4 separate regions of the Sus scrofa genome follow, and all the other regions are linked to region 1. A link is a contact called in public Hi-C, HiChIP or PLAC-seq and promoter capture Hi-C data. All regions are on one chromosome and are shown on one strand. The core of a region is the stretch at or near the end of the contact, and the rest is flanking DNA. Distances in the headings are between cores, read along the strand shown. Region 1 holds the start of SPECC1L (cytospin-A). Region 2 overlaps UPB1 (beta-ureidopropionase). Region 3 has its middle 8.6 kb from the start of UPB1. Region 4 holds the start of SNRPD3 (small nuclear ribonucleoprotein D3 polypeptide).

What was found. Promoter capture Hi-C pulls out the DNA fragments that hold promoters and counts their contacts. A called contact is a pair of places that touch in the nucleus more often than the background predicts. HiChIP or PLAC-seq counts read pairs in DNA pulled down with a chosen protein or histone mark.
Region 2: a promoter capture Hi-C map of liver shows a contact between it and region 1, with 2.1 times the contacts expected there. The contact joins the enhancer-like site here to the promoter of SPECC1L in region 1. A contact is called at or near these places in 1 of 5 promoter capture datasets (liver), 12 of 47 Hi-C or Micro-C datasets (alveolar macrophages, blood, embryonic fibroblasts and 8 more) and 2 of 2 datasets of contacts at active chromatin or transcription factors (alveolar macrophages and skeletal muscle).
Region 3: a Hi-C map of liver shows a contact between it and region 1, with 2.0 times the contacts expected there. The contact joins the enhancer-like site here to the promoter of SPECC1L in region 1. A contact is called at or near these places in 2 of 5 promoter capture datasets (fetal skeletal muscle and skeletal muscle), 5 of 47 Hi-C or Micro-C datasets (embryonic fibroblasts, fetal heart ventricle, heart right ventricle and 2 more) and 2 of 2 datasets of contacts at active chromatin or transcription factors (alveolar macrophages and skeletal muscle).
Region 4: a contact with region 1 is called in an H3K27ac HiChIP or PLAC-seq map of alveolar macrophages. The contact joins the promoter of SNRPD3 here to the promoter of SPECC1L in region 1. A contact is called at or near these places in 1 of 5 promoter capture datasets (liver) and 1 of 2 datasets of contacts at active chromatin or transcription factors (alveolar macrophages).

Annotation. Positions count from the first base shown.
Region 1 is chr14:49,331,342-49,334,274 of Sscrofa11.1, reverse strand. It overlaps SPECC1L (cytospin-A), which reads right to left and starts at 1,338. Exons shown (of 16, transcript XM_021073804.1): 1 at 1,172-1,338.
Region 2 is chr14:49,556,031-49,558,958 of Sscrofa11.1, reverse strand. It overlaps UPB1 (beta-ureidopropionase), which reads right to left. Exons shown (of 10, transcript XM_001929254.6): 7 at 1,684-1,765; 8 at 682-724. Among named protein-coding and RNA genes, the nearest start is that of UPB1, 24 kb to the right of the region's middle. Within about 2 kb of position 1,603, at least 12 of the 83 cell types and tissues checked have an H3K27ac peak or open chromatin away from gene starts, as enhancers often do. A contact at or near this core is called in alveolar macrophages, liver and omental adipose tissue, where this site is marked.
Region 3 is chr14:49,523,237-49,526,058 of Sscrofa11.1, reverse strand. No RefSeq gene overlaps it. Among named protein-coding and RNA genes, the nearest start is that of UPB1, 8.6 kb to the left of the region's middle. Within about 2 kb of position 1,333, at least 7 of the 83 cell types and tissues checked have an H3K27ac peak or open chromatin away from gene starts, as enhancers often do. A contact at or near this core is called in alveolar macrophages and liver, where this site is marked.
Region 4 is chr14:49,584,108-49,587,184 of Sscrofa11.1, reverse strand. It overlaps SNRPD3 (small nuclear ribonucleoprotein D3 polypeptide), which reads right to left and starts at 1,698. Exons shown (of 4, transcript NM_001243426.1): 1 at 1,301-1,698. It overlaps GUCD1 (guanylyl cyclase domain containing 1), which reads left to right and starts at 2,185. Exons shown (of 6, transcript NM_001243502.1): 1 at 2,185-2,340. The coding sequence starts at 2,298.

The DNA of each region.
Region 1 (2,933 bases), core at 89-2,588:
TCAAAGAAGAAAGGGAGACTTAAAGAGAAAAGATGATTGGGTCAGCCATCTCTTTATGGAAAAAATCCTATCCAGGTCAATACCCTATTTCTTCTTACTCCATATACCCTTCTGCATCGATTTGGCTATTTGATAACCTGCCCGTATAATGGTGATGTCTGCTGATATCTACCGAGCCCAACACTCTGATTTCATCTCAATATTCGGCCCGCAGGGTGATAACAAACGCTATAGGGTTCTGCACAACATTTTTTAGTTTCGTGTATCTGTTGCAAACTTACAAAACATCTCAATGGCTGGAGATTTCCCCCCCCCCTTTTAACAACACACACGTTTTCTCTGTAATCGATACAGGACAAGAGAATTTATGGGAATTTTCCCTGGGTCCTCGCCTACTTGCCGGCGAATTACCAAGGGCATCAACAAATCAAGATTCTCTGCATTTGAATGATCACAGGAATTCTTACTTGGTCGTGAAAGCAGGCCGAAACTATGCAGAAACTGATTTCTTTTCCAGTCATCTCCAGCGGAGCTGCCCTCCAACGAACTCTGATGTCTTAAACGTAACCACTGAAGCCACACAATGACCAAACTGCGGGAAATGCAAAATTTCCGCGGCACAACACAAGGTTATTCACACAGCCAACCTGATTCAATTAACCAGGTCTCGGGAAAAAGGGACACTACGCCTGCTCCTGCTGACCGGCCCGCGGAGCGGGGCGCGGGTTGGGAGCACGGCGGATGGGGGAAGCGGAGCCCGCAGGAGGCCCGGGTCCGCCGCCCGCCGCGTCCTCGGGCCCGGGGCCAGAGAACCAGAGAAGAAGGGACCAGAGTCTAAGGGGCCAGGGGCTACGGGCCGGCGGCCCGGGCCTCTCCCGGCCGCGAGGGAGAGGACCGGCGGGCAAAGGCGCAGAACCAGCTGAGTCCCAAGCAGCCGAGTCGCGGGCGGACGGGGGTCGGGGCGCGGAAGGCCCGGGGTCCCGCGAGGCCTGGGGGCTAGCGAGGTAAGCGCAGGCGCAGGCGAGCGCCGGGCTGGGGGCCCGCGAGGGGACCGCGCAGGCGCGGGCCGCCGGGGTCTGCGGGGCCGCCGGGGCCTGGCCGCGCGGGCGGCGCTGAGGAGAGGAACGCGCCGGCCGCGCACACTGTGGGGGAGCTCGGCCCCGACTCTTACCGCGCGGCGCCGCCTCGCTCGCTCTCTGGCTCCGGGATGGGGCCGGGCGGCGAGGTCGCCCGGTGGCGCGGCCGGAATCCGTTGAGTCCGGCCTCAGGGAAGCAGCCAACCCAGCCGCGCCGTCCACCAGGCCCGCCCAGCCTCCCTCACGGCCCCCGCCCTCGGCACGCCCCTTGCCCGTCCCACAAGGCGGCCGAAGAGTGCGCAGGTGCCGATCAGACCACGCCCACGTCCTTCGCCGCTCAGGCCCTGAAGCACCGCCCACTCTGCTTGGGTTGCTCCAATTTCTGGATTGCGCAGGCGCCGTACCATTCAGCTGCGAGCCAAAAAAAAAAAAAAAAAAAAAAGGCTCGAGCAATCAGTGCGCATGCATCAGGCCTGAAGCGGGCCCTCCGGTTGGAGGACGCTCCTGAGGCTTCGCTGGACCCACCTGTATGATGCGTTAGGTCCCCATTATCCCAGAGGCTCAGCTCAGCCCAGAGGTCCACCTTTCACGCAGCATGTACAACAGCGTGCCAAGAACGGTGCTGCACATGAGCTAGACATACAGGCAATAAAGAAGTGGGCCTTCCAAAACATGAGGCTAAACGTTCTTTATCAAGGAAGTTCTGTTAGGTCACGATTATCTTTTAGGATTTTTTTCCTTTGATGATTTGAAGTACATTAATAGATTTTTATCATATCATTTCAGTAATTTAGGAAAAAGACAACTTGGTCTTGATGTACTTTTCATATATTGCTGAATTATTTGTTAATATTTTATTTAGCATTTTTGCATGTATGTCCACAAGTGACATTGGCCTATACTTTTGCTTTCTTGTACTGACCATGTCTGATTTAGGGTAAATCATAATAAATTTACAATGAGTTAAAGAGACTTCTGTTTTCTGCTTTATCTGGAAGATTTTGAATAAGATCAGAATTTTTTGTTTTTTTAATGTTTGCTGAATTTGCCTATAAAGTCATGCAGGCTTTGTGTTTTTCTTTGGTTGTGTTTGTTATGAGATTTTGGAGGAGACAGGATGCAAATTTTAAACTAAGCACATTTCTTTTTTTTTTTTTTTTTTGGTCTTTGCTATTTCTTTGGGCCGCTCCTGCGGCATATGGAGATTCCCAGGCTAGGTGTCGAATTGGAGCTGTAGCCACTGGCCTACGCCAGAGCCACAGCCACGCGGGATCTGAGCCGCGTCTGCAACCTACACCACAGCTCACGGCAACGCCGGATCGTTAACCCACTGAGCAAGGGCAGGGACCGACCCCGCAACCTCATGGTTCCTAGTCGGATTCGCCACGACGGGAACTCCAGCACATTTCTTTAATGGTTCTATATCTAGATAGAATTTCTGTTTCTTCCTGTGTCATTTTTACTAAGTTTTCGCAGGAAAGTGTCTGTTTGTTGGTGTCTTCAAATTCATCAGCATAAAGTTGTTCATGTGATTCTCTGATTTTTTTTTTTTTTTTTTTTTTTTTTTTTTTGGCCCTGCCTGTGGCAAGCAGAAGTTTCCTAGGCCAGGGATTGAACCCATGCCACAGCAGTGACCCAAGCCAATTCAGTGACAACACCAGATCCTTAATCCTCTGCACCACATGAGAACACCACCCTCTGATTCTTTTTTTTTTTTTTTTTTTTTTTGTCTTTTGTCATTTATTTTTTTAGGGCTGCACCTGTGGCATATGGAGGTTCCCAGGCTAGAGGTCTAATCGGAGCTGTTGCTGCCGACCTAAGCCAGAGCCACAGCAATGCCAGATCTGAGCTGTGTCT
Region 2 (2,928 bases), core at 354-2,853, 220 kb before region 1:
ACCCTGCAAGGTCCAGGAGGGGCCTGGACACAGCAGGTGCCAGCAGGCTCGCTTCACTGAAGGGAGCTAAGTAGGTTGGAGACCTCTTGGGCCTCAAGGTACGGGGGGGGGGGGGGGGCGGGGGCGGGGGATTCTGGAACCCTTTCAGGAAGTCATTTCCTGGGAGACAGACCCTCTCTGCCCCCTCTGCTTCAGGGGACACTGAGAGCTAATTCAGACATCTCCTTGGTGAGGGGGGTGGTCCTCTTCCACATTCCAGGCCAGAGGGGGTTAAAGGAGTTCCCTGCTGTTTCCTAACAGAGGTGAGGTGGGACCTGCCCTCAGATCAAAACAATCTATGGATTCTAAGAACCCAAGGCAACTGTGCTGGGTTCTGGGGCATCCACACAGCCTTGGGGTGAGGGGTGTTGACGAGGAAGAAGCAAGGGGAAGCAGGGTCTGTAGGAAGGATAACGCCATCCCCCATCTCGGGGCACTCACAATGGACTCCCCAACCTCAACGCACCTCCCCCCAGTCCCGGGGAGGGGTGGAGGCTGATACAATCACTACTTCACCCTCGCGTGGGGAATGAGGTGGACACCAGCACAGCTGTGCAGACAGGGTGTGTTGGGCAGACCCGCCCCTGAGGAGGCAGGGGCCCACTCCTCAAATGCAGCCCCAGGGAAAGTCCGGGAACATACCTTTCTTCCCATCTCCAGAGGTGAACTCATTGGGGAAGCGCTCCTGGCAAATAAAACCAAGATAATTACCCCTATAGGGGGCACCACTGTGACGTCCATGGACCACAGGCTGGGGCACGGGAGTTGGGAAATAGCCGAGGACGGGCCTGCACTGGGCAGTCAACAGGACATGTCCAAGGCCCTGCTGAAGCCCAGCCTAGGGACAATGGGCGGCCAGGGGAGACCCAGGAAATGATGACCTGCTGGGAGCAAAGAGAGCAGAGAGAAGAGCAGAGAGGGCTTCTCAGGGGTGCACAGGGCGGCTGAGATCCATCTGCAGGGGTCATAGAGCCCAGCCTGGAGTCTGTGAAGGCAGCAAGAAGGTGTCCGCACAGAGCTTTCAATAGCTTCCTGAAGCCTAATAGAAACTGTGTGTCCAGCTGGGCTGGGATTATGCAGCCCGATAAAAACTCCAAGTTTCTTTACCCTGCCAGAAATTAGACCTACTCAGGATGGAAACCCTGGTTATCTCAGACTGTTCAGATGCTCTGATTAGAGTCTGACATCTGATTAGCAAGAATGAGGAAGAGGACTGTTATGTAATAAATACATGGTGTTTATAGTCAGAATCATTTGATGCCTGAGGTCAACGGGAGGGGAAAGAAGAACCTGGGAGCTTGGGAATGGGGAGGAGAGGGGGAGAGCCTTTCAAAGAGGTTTCAGCTGAAAACAAGAACAGACTGAAACAGGGGAAGGACAGGGATACCTTTCAAAGTGATAGGCCAAGCCTGTTTGTCCCCTTCTGGGGATCCTGGGAGGTGGGGCATAGGGGCAGGGGGAGGGGAAGAGGAGGTGTGACATCCGGTGCCCCAGCAGCTCCACAGCAATAGCAGTTCTTTCCCTTGCGGCTTTTGCCAGTGTGAAGAGGCTGGGCCCCCACCAGCAGGGGTTTCGCAGCAGCTTATCACTCTGTTCCCTCCCCTGCAGGAGGTCTGGGGAGGCGGGCAGGCCTCAGGGACTCACCTCACCCACACGGTTGATGGCGCAGGTGAAGCAGTGATTGGCAATGGCTGCATTTCTGGCCTCGATTGGCCACAGGGACTCACTGTGAGAGAGGAGGGGAGGAAGCAGGTTGCTGACTTCCTAGCCAGACTTGGTTGGCAGCCTCCAGGCCTGTGGTGGGGATGGCCAGGAGGACCCACAGACTGGCCAGTTTTTCCCATGGTCAAGCCAAAGCAGCCCCCCCCCTTTTTTTTTGCCATTTCTAGGGCCGCTCCCAAGGCATGTGGAAGTTCCCAGGCTAGGGGTCTAATTGAAGCTGTAGCTGCTGGCCTATGCCAGAGCCACAGCAACGCGGGATCCAAGCCTCGTCTGCAACCCACACCACAGCTCACAGCAATGCCGGATCCTTAACCCACTGAGCAAGGCCAGGGATCGAACCTGCAACCTCATGGTTCCCAGTTGGATGCGTTAACCACTGAGCCACGATGGGAACTCCGCCAAAGCAGCCTTTTGGAGAAGGTCAGCTGCAGAAGCGGCTTTGGGTCAGGGCCCCACCCTGACTCAGTCTCCTTCTCTGAAACGTCCTCAAAAGGAGGTTGTGAGGACTATAGGACCAGGCGGATGATGCTTCTGCAACCCACCTTCCAGGCTGGGCCAAGCCTCACCTGGTAAATGTCAGAGGGGGTTGGGGGCTGGAGCCCAGCCCTGAGAGGCTCTCACAGCCCGCCCCAATCCCTGCCCTGCTGTGCTGCCTCGCAAAGCGGTCTCTACAGGGGGAGATTTCACGTTGAAACAGAGTGAACCTGGAAAGGATTCAGGCTGAGAGCAGGGTAGCCACTGCACAGACATCACCTCCCCTTCTCTAGCCCCCATTTCCCAGCATCCCCTCTTTCCCTCTCCTGAACCCCCAGATTCTCCCACTGGCCCAGGGAGGAGTCATCCATAAGGCAGAGCTGAGCTGCAGGCCTCCTTGGTCCAGCACCTACCAAGGACAGAATACAGTCCGAAAGTCTGGAGTTCTTGTTGTGGCTCAGCAGGTTAAGAACCCAACTATTATCGATGAGGATGTGGGTTTGGCTGTTTTGTTTTTTTTTTTTTTTTCCTAGGGCCACACACTCGGCATATGGAGATTCCCAGGCTAGGGGTTGAATGGAGTTGTAATCTCTGGCCTTCTCCACAGCCACAGCAACTCGGGATCCAAGCTGCGACTGCGACCTACACCATAGCTCACTGAGACGCCAGATCCTTAACCCACTGAGCGAGGCC
Region 3 (2,822 bases), core at 84-2,583, 190 kb before region 1:
ACCTACGTTGCTATGGCCATGGCGTAGATCGAAGGCATAGCTTGGATCTGGCATTGCTATGGCCATGGCGCAGGCAGGCAGAGCTACAGATCTGATTTGACCTCTAGCCTGGGAACTTCCATATGCCACAGGGCGGCCCTAAAAAGCAAAAAAAAAAAAAAAAAAAAGTAGTAATATACAATGTTGTGCCAATTTCTACTGTACAGCAAAGAAAGTAACTCAGGCATACATATATGTACTTTCCCTTTCTTGTGTTATTTTCTATCATGATCTATCCCAGGAGACTGGCTATAGTTCCCTGTGTCTAGAAGATATTTTTAATTAAGGAAAAAGTGTTTACATATAACATTCCCATGGAAAATCATAAGTTCACCCTTAATGTACTGGGTGTTTACCTTTGGGGTATTTTTTCAGTGGTGATAAGGCCTCTGCAGGGAATCATTTATGCTATATCTGCCAATTCTTCTGGGAACAAATAGCATACGTTGGAAAGACAAGTAATTTTGAAGAAGGCAGTGTTCTGAGGGAAACCATGAAATAAATCTAAGCCGCCTAGCCTCAGCTGAAATCTGGCCCATGCCCCATCACTGGTTTGTCTGATGGTTTGGCTGGCAGACTAAACACAGGCTTGTGTGTCATTAGGAATGCAGAGTCCCTGGCAGGGTTTGGGGACTCAGATTTCATGACGTTTCAATGTGGTGAATGAACCTGCCTCTCTACGGCTCTCCATAAAACACTTGCATAGATATGCAGTGGGCTTAGTAGCAGTACCTGTGGCATTGGGGCAGTATTCTGTTGTTTATACGCTCAGTGGGAGTCAGCGGTGTCTTAGAGCTGCAAATGAGTTGATATAGTCTGAGGTTGAATTAAAGGAGGAATGGTGTCCAGAACACACCTGTAGTCTGTCTAGCCCTGGGCTGGTTATGAGGAACATGGATCATCTTGAATAGAGCCAGCAAAGAAAGCCATGATGTTGGTGAGAACATTAACAGCAACAAATAGTTGCAGGCACGGGGAACGTTTATCCTGCAAAGCAAACAAACTCAGAAAGACTCTTGTCACTTTATTCGGTATCTGAAGGGGGCCATGTATGAGAGGTCTATATTTGTTCTATGGAGAAACATAGAAATGTTCTATGTTCCACAAAGAACATAGAAAATAAGTTCATATTTTCTATGGCCCTAAGGAGAGGTGCTGGGGTCAAGGGATAGAAACTCAGGGAGGTGTGTTTCAGCTCCAGTTATTTCCAACAGTTGATTCAAAGGGCCTCTGCAGGCAGTGAGTTCTCAGCCTCTCTGAGTGTTCAAGTGCGGTCCAGATGACCACTTGGTGGGAGTGTTGTAGAAGAAAGTTAGTCAGGGATTGGATGGGTTGTTGAACCAGACAGTCCGTGATTTGCACATATTGCTTTAACATGAACCAAAAAAACCTTAGGCGTCCCAAATCTGGAGAACAACAAACAGACCATAGAGCAACACAAGATAGTTTGATGTCTGAAGAAGTGAAGGTCAGGAAGAAAGTGCTCACTGAAGAACCAGGCAGTGGGAAGATTTTATTAGTAGCAGTTGTCATATTCATAGTGTGGTGATTTGGTTGGTTTTGTTTTGTGTTTTGGTGTGTGTGTGTGTGTGTGTTTTTCGGTTGTGGTGAGCAGCAGCTTGATATGGGATCTTAGTTTCCAGACCAGGGATTGAACCCTGGCTGCAGTGGTGAAAGTGCTGAATCCTAACCGCTAGACCACCAGGGACTCCTTGGTGGGTTTTAAAGGAAGATGTGTTGAGAGAGAGCAGGAGGGAAAGCTGGGTAGTTTGTATTACAGACGTGAGGCTCCAGACACAGCACGTGGTCCATGCTTAATAAACAGTAGTTGCGTTTACAGTTTTAGGTGATAATATTTCCAAAAGTGCTTCGGGGGTGGGGGGGAGACAGAGGCGTGAGAACAAGCATTTGAGCCAGAAGGATGTGAGAGGACAAAGGAAGGTCACTCCAAAGAGGAGGAAAAGCAAGACTGCAACCAGAAAATGGGGCCGTTGCAGAGTAACCAGTGTGTCTGGGACGCCAGGGTGGATGAAGGATCGCACAGTGCCCGGGGTAGGAAGATGGCCGAGTTCTAGAGACACATGTTAAGGAAAGATTCTGGCCGCGCAGTCTTCTACTGTAGTCCCAGGAGAAAATGATTGCATGAAGTTGTAAAAACCGGAAGGGTAAGACAAGCCTGAAAATTATCCAATTAAAGGAAGGAAGATTGCAGACTGCTTAGTCACCTGGAGAGAGTGCAGCCCTTACAAAACCAGGGGATGATTACATCACTTAAGTGAGCATTGATCAACGCGTTTGGCAGGACAAGTGGAAATGTTTTTCTCTTCAATAATTCAGGCCTGCAGGCTTCCAAGTGGGTTTAGGAGAGTATAATCATCTGCTGTATATAAATGTGTATGTTCCAGTGGTGAAAGGGTAGAATGTAAAAGGAGGATCACTAACACCGTATCCAGTCAGGGGGTGCAGGAGCAAAGCTGTGACAGCAAGTACGCAAGGCCTTCAGGAGATCACGTTACCTGAAGAGAAGCACACAGTCTGCCTATCCATCTGGATGGTCACATACCTAAACCATACACTGTACACAGTGCAGTCAGGCCTGATGATTTAAAGACATTTCTGTTTCTAATGTTCTATGTTTCTGTAAGGTAGCCTTATTCAAAATCTACGACAAGTTGGAGTTCCCGTCATGGCGCAGTGGTTAACGAATCCGACTAGGAACCATGAGGTTGCGGGTTCGGTCCCTGCCCTTGCTCAGTGGGTTAACAATCCGGCGTTGCCGTGAG
Region 4 (3,077 bases), core at 449-2,948, 250 kb before region 1:
CCAGGAAGGGAACTCCCAAAGGAACTTGAAAAAGTAGCTTAACCCCAGCTTGAAGAACATATCTAGCAAACAAGATGCAAGATTGGGTGGGGAGGAACAGGGGGGCTAGACAGAGGGAAAGCTAACAGGAATGAAAAGACTGCCTCTCATCTCCCTGCTACCACAGGTCCCTTTATCTTTATCAAATAACTATGTTGCAGCAGAGGGGGTTGGAAGGCAGGTGTACTTGTTAACCCAAAGCAGTGGGTAACATCACCTTGAGAACGTAGGACGTAGACCTGAGCTGTCCAAAACAGTAACCACTGCAAGTTCTGAAATTGAATAAAATTAAAATGAAATAAGGAGCTCCAGCTGTGGCGCAATGTGGTCTGAGGCATTTCTGGAGCCCTGGGACACTGGTTCGATCCTTGGCCCACCATAGTGGGTTGCTGCAGCTTCGAGGAAGGTGGAAACCATGGCTTGGATCTGATCCGTGGCCAGGGAACGCCATATACCTCAGGGTGGCAAAAAAAAAAAAAAAAAAAAAAGAACGAAAATTAAAATCAAGAAGAGTCCATGCATTTAATTCAACCCAGTAAGTGCTCTTTGACTCTCCATTTACTTCACCATCAAAGTTAAAGAGAAAATATCAAAGTATTCACAAAGTGATAATGTGCTACACACAGGAAATGCTTATCTTGGAGAAAAAAGGGAATCAAGGCAAGCCTGACTTGACCTTAAAAGAGGAAAGCTGTCGGTTTTTAAATTCCAAAATGGTCAGCTGAAAGGTGGAATACATCTCCTGCATAAAGAGAAAAAGGAAGAGCAGTGAAAGAGACAGGCGCCCTTCGTGAGAAGCCTCAGAAGTGTAGATTTTATGCTGAACGCAATGGGAGAACCACGGCAGGACTATAGGGAAGGAATTATCCCTGGGAAAGGCAGCAGCACTTACAAAATGGTTCGAACACAGCTTAGATGCAGGGAAACTTGAAAGAAGCTTGTGTAACGGTGTAGAAAGCATGAGGGGGCGGATGGAGGCAGGGAAGCAAAGGACTTGGGAAGGAAGCAACTAGCCAGAAACGACCTCAAGACCATTGCCTGGATGCTTCGAAAAACACTGGCCTGGGGAGGTATGGAAACTGAAGGAAAAGCTAACGACCTCACTTCCAAGCGCTAGTGAGGCGACACTGTCTGGTGGCCCGGCTTCCCGCTCCTGTCCCTCGGCGAGCCCCGCGGAGCTCCTCGGCAGCGCGTCCTTCTCCAACCCTCTACTCCTCCGAGTGCCTCGGCCTCCCCACGCCCGCCCCCAGCCTCCCCTCACCGCCTGAGGTCTCCTCCTCCTTCCCGGTGCGGCCGCGACTCTGCCGACTGCGAAGCGTGAGACAAGCGAATGGCGGGTCCCGCGCTCCCAGAATACCACGCGTTCCCAAAATGCCTCGCGCAGGGCCCGCCCTCTTCCTTTTCCCAGTGGTGAGCGCGGTCTCGTCCTCGCTTCCACCTCACCCCACCGGCTGGGAAACTCGGTCTGTGGTTCAAGAGTTCCGGCCCCGGAAGACTGATGACTGGACCCAGGTGCCGCCGGAAACACCGACCCTCGGGCCGGCAAGGGCAGAGAGGGACTCGCTTTTCCAAACACCTCACACCGGCGACGGGCTGGACGGCGAGGCGGGGATCGGGGGAGGCAGCGGTGGGGCCGAGGGCCAGGACCTCCCCTCACAATTTAACCTTCGGAACCCGGCAGTGCCAGGTAAAGGGACCCCTGAGCGGAGAGGGAGACAGGAGCAGAGCGGGTGCCGGCCCTCGGCCGTCCCTCCAAAGAGAGTCGAGGTGGGGCTGGGTCTCCCGGCCCCGAGGCTGGCGGAGGAGTAGGACCTGGCAGAGGCGGAGCTTGCCGGGGGCTCTGGGGAGCCCGCGTTCGTGGAACTCCCGGGCCTGGGCGGGGCTTCCGGGGAGCGGGGCGGGAAGGGCTGCGCGTCCGCGCCAGGCCTCGGAGGTCGGGGCGGCAACCCTGGGAGCTGACACTTTGAGCGGCCGGGACCAGCGGAGACAGGAGCCTGGGAGCCTGAGGGCTTGAGGGCCAGAGGAGGCGGGGGCGGGCCGGGGCGGGGCCCAGGGCGGACGGGGCGGGCCAAGGCCTGGAAGGGCCGGGGCGGGGCTTGGGGCGGCCCAGCTGCCGCCTCCCCTTCTCCCCACCGTGCTGGCAGTGGCGGTGGCGGCCCAGGAACCCGGGGACTAGCGGCCCCGCTCCCGCCCCAGACGAGGCCGAAGCTGCAGCCGGCGCCGGGCCGGGGCCATGGGAGCCCCGCGCCGCCCACGTCATGAGGACGGAGGGGGAGGCATCGGGGCCGCCGCTCGAGCCCGGTCAGTGCTCCCTGAGGGCTTAGCCCTCATCCAGGGGAACAGGGGGGCCCACCCTAGCAGCGGTCAGGGTCCGGCCGCGTGACCTTGGACCGACGGCCGCCATGTCCTAGGCTGTAGAGCTTTGAGTGAAGTCTGGCCAGGTGTACACCCCGCCTTGGCTCCCGCAGCGCCAACCGCGGTCTGCTGGGGTTTCCTGATACTCCCAGGGCTGGAACCCCAGGCAGCTCTGATGGCGGTCTTGGTGGGAGGGTCCTGGTTGAGAGGCTGGGGCGGCAGCTTCCCCAGAAGCGAAAAGTCCTGCTGAAGCTGCCGTGAGAGATCCTGTCCCCTCGGGGAACTGAGGCCTAGAAGGGCAGGGAACTGGCAGGGAGCATAGAGCAATGGGGGAGGCCCCCCCCCCCGGCCTCCCAGACTCAGTGTTTTGTCTTGCTAGAGTTCTTCACTCTAGTTCCTTATGTCCCAGGTGGCCTGTGTTCCCTTGCAGGCAGAAACCAAAACTCAGGTTGTGTGTGAACCTCGGTTTGCTTTGCTAAATTGGGGAGGGAGAGAGCAGTAATTCCTGCTCTGGTTAAGGCACAGGGTTGGTGAGAAAGGAAGTGCTGGTAAACTCTAAAGTGAGGTCCCAGCTCCTGGGAGAAGTCAAGAGCATGTGGGAGCCTGACCCTAAGGAATCAGCAGGATACTGACTGTGACTGCAGCAAGGAGTAGGGTCTGGAGTTACCCGGGGATTGGCCTCC